2 separate regions of the Xenopus tropicalis genome follow, and region 1 is linked to region 2. Evidence: chromatin contacts called from public Hi-C data. All regions are on one chromosome and are shown on one strand. Each heading gives the region's core, a stretch centred on a gene start, on an enhancer-like site or on the middle of the called end of the contact. The rest is flanking DNA. Distances are from core to core; before and after follow the strand shown.

Region 1 (4,427 bases), core at 1,466-3,965, 63 kb after region 2:
TTCATCAACAATGGCCAATGTATTACGTTCTGTTGCATAATCCATGTAATGCTTCTTGTAGTTTTAGTTTAAAATCTTTTGCATTCTAAACACATTCAGTTAATGGTTCATACATGTTTTATTTGGGGTAAATGGATGGCATATTTGTAGCTAAGCACCTTTACAAACCTTCAGGTACAGGTTTTCTTGCATTTGCCCTCACCCTAAGGGTGTCAGAAGTGTAGGATTGCCACCTTTCTTTGCTATTAATATCGGCCTTTAGGTTGGGGGGGCAGTTACATAAGTTAGGGGTGGGAAATGGGCGGGCTAGGTAGGAAAATTGGTAGATGGGGGGAATGGGCAGATGGGTGAGGATAATGGGAGGGGCAGGGGCTGGTTTCTTTTAAAAGGGGGTCATCTGTAGCAGAAAGACTTAGGGAAGGGAGGGATTATAAGTAAGGTTGTCACCCTTACAAATTTTAAATTTGTAATACTGGCACTGGCCCTAGCTTGGCTGGGTGGCAACCCTACAGATGTGCTGCCCAAAGCGCCAGCTCCAAAATGAAACAATAATAGTAAATAGGTGCCGAAGACCCAGGTTCAATGCCAGATTATTCTGTCAGGGCCACACAGCCTTCTGAGCAAGATAATAAAGAGTGCAGGAACTTAGCAAGATGGACCTACAGTATATTATCATGCATTGGACCAGGGCCTTCAGTGTCTGCCAACTCGCAGACTTTTGACGTCATGCACCAACGCACCAACGATGTTGCAATGAAAGGGCGGTTCCTAAACTGTACTTTAAAGCTGCATGGATATTAATAGCAAACAACAGACATAATATCCAGTGCCCTACTTTAGGAAACAGTTCCAAAGCTGACACATAATGTGGGACCTCTGAGTAAGGCTGATGTGGTTTCTCAGTGAATCCCACCTGATGCCACCCTGTGTGTCTGTAGTAAAAGTCATGAATAGGCTCTGCTTTGCATGCCATACACAAACGCTGACTTCAGCAAGAAAACGCGCATGTGTTTCCTGCCCCACATGCCCAGTGACAAAAATATCTCATTCATGCCCATTTCTACACACCCAGGGTGGCATTCGCCCCACTTATCACATGGATTTTAGCTGGAAGCACCCAAGTGTGCATTTTCTGGTTGATATCAGCTTTGTGTATGGAGTGACAGGCAGATCCCAATCATTCCTGTTTCTACAAAAACACGGTAGCATTGGTGTTTTCATTGCTTAGGAGGGCCCTACTTATTGCAGGTAGTGGATTTTAGCCAAAAAGTACTAGGGATGCACCGAATCCAGGATTTTTAAGCATGCGCTTTGTGTGCACTTCTGTTTAACCCTTCCGTAGACTAATTTCCATATTCAGTATTCGGCCGAATCTTTTACAAAGGAGTCAGGGTTCGGCCAAACCCAAAAATAATAGATTTGGAGCATCCCTAAAAGCACTCCAGTGTGCATTGGTAGATCCCAATCATGCCTGTTACTACACAAACAGGATGGCATTGATTGGGATCCACTGGTGGAAAAAAAACACAACCTACATCTGACTTTAAGGGTCAGCTACAAACAAATAGCACTCAGAGGCCCAGTGACTTATATATTCTTTGGTCCTAAGGCCAGGAAAAGTGACCTCCTTTATTCATCCTATACAACTGTAAATATCTGTAGGTGAATGCCACCCACAGTACCCCTAAGGAAACTGCTTCACGGAGTTTGCACACTGACCACCATATGTAATAAAAGACATTGGGTGTCTTTTTTATTAACACTGGGCAAATTTGCCCATAGGCAATAACCCATGACAACCAATCAAATTGTTGCATTCATTTTCCTACCAGCAACTGGCCAATTACTGGTTGGTTGCTGTGGGTTACTGCCCACAGGCAAACTTGCCCAGCATTGATATATAAGCCCCACTAAGTTTGCCCAGTAGTAGTAACCCATGACAACCAATAGGATGTTTGCTTTTAAACAGGTTACTAGTAAATTCTACCTCCTAATTGGTCTCTATAAGTTACTGCTCCTGCGCAAAGGTAGTGCCTTTTATTACATAACCCCAAGAGAGACTCTTGTCTAGCCTGAGTCCTTAATGGGCGGGGGTCACAATTGCCACAAAAACATTGCCTCATTCCATGATCAAAGCTGCCTCCGTTTATCAGCCCTAAAACATTTGCAAACACATGTGAATACTTTCTGTTTAGGGTTCCTTTAAGAGCTGCAGTGTAGGGTGAGTTATACTTCAGCAAAGAGCCATCACAGCTTATATACAGTATTGATTGATCTTGGTCACCGAGCCAGCTCTGGCTCAGGAGTGCAGGTGGAAATTATATTTATTTCAGTACAAGAGCAAAGGGGATATCCAAATATGGAGGCTTGCCTAGTAGGTGTGTGAGAGCCAGTTGGCGCTAGATCCCTCCGATACCCTCTGCCGCAGCGGGCAAATCAGTAAAGCACACAGCTCTGCCTATAACAAACAAACTTCATGCCTTCCTCATAAAAGTGCGTTTGTTGAAAGCATAAACAGGGCCAGACACAGCCTTTCAAACAAATGGGCTTTTCTGAACGTTTTTTTTTTTTTACCGCCTCTCTTCGTCTTGTTTATTTGTGTTGTCTTCTCACTGTACAAAGGCCCTGAAGAGGGGGGGAAGGAGTGGGCTGGCCAGGGGTTGTTCTAGTCTGGGGCGTAACTTGGATGCCAGACATTAAGAACTGGGAGTTCTGCCAAGGGCTTTATCAAAGGAAGCAGATCGGCCAGCAGCTGTGGATGGGAGCCTGCCAGCTGTCTCTCTCCCCTGCTTTATCATTTTTTTCCTTTTCGTTTTCTCTTACAATCTAGTTTTTTTTATCTCAACTTGTTAATTTCTTGCTAACACATTTATCCCTTGCCACCTTCCCCATTAGTCTTCCCCAATTCTTTCATCTCCACCCACTTTTACTTCTCAGGGATCTCCCTTGCTTCTCCCCTGCTTCACTTCCTGCGCCATCTTCCTGTCATTTCCAAGGCCTATCACCTACTTTTCCCATTTCCTTTCACCATTCTTGTCTTAGCTGATTTCCCACTTTTTTATCTGCTTGTCACTCCCCCTCCCCCTAACTTTCCCTGGGAACTGTGGATTTTTACCTATTATTTAGACATATGGGTGTGTAGAACAACAGACACAGATGACCCAACAGATACTGGGGAGGGCAGTAAAATAGAGAGGACCTAGTGGGAGTTGTGATTACTAAATTGTGCTCTGCATTCTGATGCAGGATGCAGCATGCAGCTGAAACGATAATTCAGTAAATTCATTCATTTAGTTTATAAACTAAAGACAATCTAGAAACAGAATGCATTCCACTGGCAAAAGGGCAATGTCCTACTTCATGGCTGTGCTAAGATTCTATGGTGGGTGACACTTAAATTGTCGGGAAAACTCAAGTAGAAAAAACTATGATTTGAGCCCCTACCTCATGTGTTTTCAGCCTCTGACCAGCTTGAAATACTGAGTTGGTTTTGACTAGAAAAAGTGTGTGTGCCATTTTTGGGCTGAAATGTGCATTGACAGGTAGATTCCATACCTGTTAGTGTATGAACAGATAGGGACAGTAAGTGAGGGGGCAAATTTTCTTTGTTTGTCCCAAAAAATGCTGCACCAAAGCACCTAAAATAGCCTTCTGTAGAAGACTTTGAGGTGTTTCTAAGGCAATTTCAGTGTTAGTCTGTGTGGGGCTGTCTCAGATGCCTTTCTGCTGGTTTTTGGGCTCTAATTATCAAAACATCCCCATGTGACATTGGCATAGGTATCTGGCCTTAAAAATCAACCTGTTGAGCAGTTTAACCATTCTTTAGCATACTACCCATCCGCCTGGATATATCTTGTGCCCCTGGGCGCAGTTTAAACAGTATCTGCTGATGGATCTTCTTAGCACATGGAGTGGGCTTTCCCATTTGTTTGGGATATCACTACAGAAAATGCTACGTGGTCATCTACATGGAAGGCCAGCATAGTATCCATCTATTTAGCCTGCATGATAGGAAACCACTAAAGTTAGGCTATGCCTGGCCCTACGGGCCTCACTTAAACTGGAACAGATAGTAGAGTGGATGAGACCTATGGCATGTTGTGGAAATCCTTCTGTCTTAGTACAGGTATGGGATCTGCAGAATATTGTTGACCTGCGTTTTTTCAACATATAGACTCTTTCTTTAAAGTAAAGCAGCATGGCCAGAATGAATAACATGCAGTATAAAGGAAGAACAATAAGAGCTCTATAAACCTTACTGTATGACATCAACCTCTTACCATAATTCTGCTCTCGAAACTGTGGTATGTTGAATAATAGCCCATTACGCAGAATAGTGCTAAAAGGCTGCCTACCTTGCTGCTGCTATGTAAATAAATGAACACGATAAGGATAAAGGCTGGACAGGACTGTTGACATAAGGCATA
Region 2 (4,309 bases), core at 1,233-3,732:
AAATTTACTCTAGTAATACAATTTGACAGAAAATCTTATGGTATATATGAGAGCAGACTATTGCATTTCTGTTGAAAGGCATCAGAAGGCATTTGTGTTTGAAGAATATGTTGCAAAATGCAAAATTGCTCCTTTTTACAAAATTTACAAAGATATTAACATTAGAGAATTAAAAACTACTAATATAATGAATTTTTTGCCACCTGTTGACATTTTGGCTGACTCTTTACAGTCAGGAAAAAAACATCTCAAATGTTACTTTGCTTAGAAGTTAGAAGAGTCATCTGATGTTTCTCTAATTAGTATTAAAAACATCACAACATCATCTTCTCAGTTAGTTTTTTTCCTGACTGTCCCAATGACTAATTTTACATTTAAAATTTGTAGAAGAGCACTCTAAGCAGTTTTACAACTTTTTAGGGTTAACATATCCTTTGATTTGTTCTACTGTACCATGCTGCATATACAAATATGAACAAAACAGGGATCAATCCAATCATGAAATAAAAATACTAAATACAGTTACATTCAAGTTTAAGCACTATGTGAGAGACAAGGATGGAGGGCCCTGTTTTACAGAGTATACAATCTAAGTGGGGAGGAACTGGTTTAGATATTTGATAGAGAAGACTACAATGTTATGTAATGGTAAAAGATGCTTTTTGGGGTTTAGGGCCTTTTGTGTGTTTGACTTGTGTTTTTGATGCAGGTTTGAGTGCACCTAAACGCATCAGCTAATACAGTGCTGTCCAACTTCTACGGTGCTGAGGGCTGGAATTTCTCTAGCATACATGGTGGAGGGCCGCTAATGGAAGCCAGTTTTGACCACTCCCCTTTTTGAAACCACACCCACTTCAAACCACACCTATTTTATCACAATGGTGGTAGCACAGCAAAATCCCAAATGCTTGGTCCTTACTGTGGGGATATCAACCATCATTCATATGTGAAAGAATTATGTCATATTAAGATATACCCTTAAATTCCATATGCCTCCTCCTCCCCTGTGGATAGCACAGCAACCCCCAGTACATAATTACACACCTTAGGGACCATTTAATGGCTATTTCCAACTGCTAACAAACTCCCACAACAAACCCCTGCCAGGTTCACCTCCCACAAGCAGCATAGGGCAAGCAGAGTATGGCACATACAGGCAGCACTCTGCCTGTCCTATGCTGTCTGTGTGTGCCATACTCTGCCTGTCCTACCCTGCCTGTGTGTGCCATACTCTGCCTTCCCTATGCTGCCTCTGTGTGCCATACTCTGCCTGCCCTACCCTGCCTGTGTGTGCCATACTCTGCCTGCCCTACCCTGCCTGTGTGTGCCATACTCTGCCTGTCCTACCCTGCCTGTGTGTGCCATACTCTGCCTTCCCTATGCTGCCTCTATGTGCCATACTTTGCCTGCCCTACCCTGCCTGTGTGTGCCATACTCTGCCTGCCCTACCCTGCCTGTGTGTGCCATACTCTGCCTGCCCTACCCTGCCTGTGTGTGCCATACTCTGCCTGTCCTACCCTGCCTGTGTGTGCCATACTCTGCCTTCCCTATGCTGCCTCTATGTGCCATACTTTGCCTGCCCTACCCTGCCTGTGTGTGCCATACTCTGCCTGCCCTACCCTGCCTGTGTGTGCCATACTCTGCCTGCCCTACCCTGCCTGTGTGTGCCATACTCTGCCTGCCCTACCCTGCCTGTGTGTGCCATACTCTGCCTGTCCTACCCTGCCTGTGTGTGCCATACTCTGCCTTCCCTATGCTGCCTCTATGTGCCATACTTTGCCTGCCCTACCCTGCCTGTGTGTGCCATACTCTGCCTGCCCTACCCTGCCTGTGTGTGCCATACTCTGCCTGCCCTACCCTGACTGTGTGTGCCATACTCTGCCTGCCCTACCATTCCTGTGTGTGCCATACTCTACCTGCCCTATGCTGGCTGTATGTGCCATACTCTGCCTACAGTACCTATGTCTGAGGTGTGAAGAAGTGAACAATGGGAGTGATTACAGTCTGAGCCTGAGGTGTGAACACTGCAGGGGGTGAACAAAGGTGTGAAAAACACAGGGGATTACATTTTTAAACAATACAGAGGGATTACAGCCTGAATCTGAGAACCATGCAGGGGGCCAGTTAATCTCAGTACTGATACCATTTAATGCTTACTCAAAGGTAAGCCATCAAAGCAGCCAGACAGGTGGGGGGCCACACAGAGGGGGGTCGCGGGCCGCCAGTTGGACAGCACTGAGCTAATGGATTCCATTATATTCTGCCTGTTTGTACTCTTGAGCATTCAGAGTTTTATTGCATTCACGTTTAATTGCATTTTTAAGACACTGCATGCTGCATTTTCTTGCACTTGATGTGCATTCAGTAGCCAATAGAATGATGCCATTCCTCCTTTTTATTAGCCTGTAATATGTATATTAACCACAAGGTGTCACTGTTTTTTAAGGTTTGTACAAAAAGTTTGTAGGGTTTGTGCTGCGTCATTTTGGATTGGCTCAAAACTTGCAGTTTAACTTCTGTATTTCCATTCGTTACTATCTTGTTTCATGGCTTGTATCTATACTGACTTAGATTTATTTACTGTATATTACTGTGGTCCTTGCTGGTGTTTGTCTAATGCACTAGTCTTTGTGCAACTGTATTTTAGCTGGATCCCTGTGTATTATGAATTATGCATTAATTTGTAATTGAAAAGTTTTCATTTCCCTTCTTCAGCCTATTTGAAAAACTCAAAACAAAAAAAAGATCAGAATGACATTTTACCAAATTAGTTGAGTGGACTGACCTGAATATGAATTCATAAACAACAAACCAATTTAGCAGTGAAACATGCAAAATACATGTAATGGTTACAGGTAATTATAAAATAAAAAAATAAAGTATACTATACCAAACAACATAAGGGTGCATCCCAGTGCCACATGATCCCAACACGCCACCCTCCTTTTGCATTTGCACCATTGTGTGCTTCATCAGAGGTGGTGTGGTATAAACAAGTCATTTCCCTTAAATGCCCTCCACTTATATTTTCTACAATGTACAGGGCCACATCATAGCCTTGCATCAAGCATATATAATCAAAACTTTATTAGGAGGTGTATAATAGGACAAGAATCCAACAACACACAATAAAGTGCCATATTGCATGATTCTAGTGAACAAACACCAATAGTGATGAGCGAATCTGTCCCCAAAATTTGTCTGCAAAGTTTGCGAAACGGCAAAAATGTTTTTTGGGCAATATTTTTGTCTCCTGCACCCCCGCAAGTCGCCGTGACCGCACCCATTTTGACACAGACACGCCCTTTTTTGACACGCCCAGATAACTACTGAAATTCCAAACTGGAGAGCTACTGAACAAAAAAATGTAAAGGTGAACTAACCCATTACTAAAAGAAAAACAATTTTTTTTACCTAACCACAAAACAGTTTTTTTCTAGAATGTCCCTTTTTTTAATCAGTATATAGCTTTATGGATACATGGGCACGTCCCTTTATTTTTTGGAGAAATATCTTTCAACACAACAGGAAAATGAAAGCACTTGGTTCCTTCCTCCTCGTTAGCATTTCATTGATGGTTCCAGTAGTCAGAGTTAGGAAAGGTTGTGGCCAGTTTAGCAACATCTGCAACTCTGTGAAGCATTTAAAGGAGAAGGAAAGGTAAAAACTAAGTAAGCTTTATCAGAAAGGTCTATGTAAATACAGCCAGTTCTGCGCAGTTCTCTCCTCTCTCCCCTTTCCTGCTCCCCCTCCCACCAGAATGCTAAGAACTCCCTCCCACCTCCCTTAGAAATGTGTGATCTGAGCTATAACGGCAAGAGCTGCAGGCAGGAAGTTACTTAAAATGGCAGCTGCTATCTTAAGCAAACGAAGAAAGCTTCTAAAGCTGTTTACTCAGGTATGGTAATGGTTTGTCCAGAATAAATATATTGTTCTAGGTGGCATTAATGTGGCAAATCTATTGGCAGTAAAAGGCCAAAATGACTTTCCTTCGCCTTTAATGAGATTCCGCTACATCACTTACATTTGGGAAATTAGTAATAAGTGCAATGGAACCAAGGGACAAGTAAGCCCTCCAAAGAAAGCAAAGTGTGGAATTTCAGCAGCTTATTGCTGGGGTCCAGTTTACCCTACCAACCAGGCAGTTGTTTGAATGAGAGACATTAAGATGAATAGGACAGGACATGAATAGAAATATAAGTAATACATATTAAATGTATAATTCAACTTAGAATAAACATTTAGTATGCTGTAGACATTGATATTCTGAGACAGTTTACAGTTGGTCTTCACTTTATTTTTGTTCAGC

What was found. A called contact is a pair of places that touch in the nucleus more often than the background predicts.
Region 1: a contact with region 2 is called in a Hi-C map of liver, with 5 times the contacts expected there. The contact joins two enhancer-like sites. A contact is called at or near these places in 3 of 5 Hi-C or Micro-C datasets (gastrula embryo, liver and neurula embryo).

What each region holds. Positions count from the first base shown.
Region 1 is chr8:39,806,871-39,811,297 of UCB_Xtro_10.0, forward strand. It overlaps a transcript of tsc22d3 not described here. Among named protein-coding and RNA genes, the nearest start is that of tsc22d3, 17 kb to the right of the region's middle. Within about 2 kb of position 2,716, at least 4 of the 11 cell types and tissues checked have an H3K27ac peak or open chromatin away from gene starts, as enhancers often do. A contact at or near this core is called in liver, where this site is marked.
Region 2 is chr8:39,743,814-39,748,122 of UCB_Xtro_10.0, forward strand. No RefSeq gene overlaps it. Among named protein-coding and RNA genes, the nearest start is that of ercc6l, 9.4 kb to the left of the region's middle. Within about 2 kb of position 2,483, at least 2 of the 11 cell types and tissues checked have an H3K27ac peak or open chromatin away from gene starts, as enhancers often do. A contact at or near this core is called in liver, where this site is marked.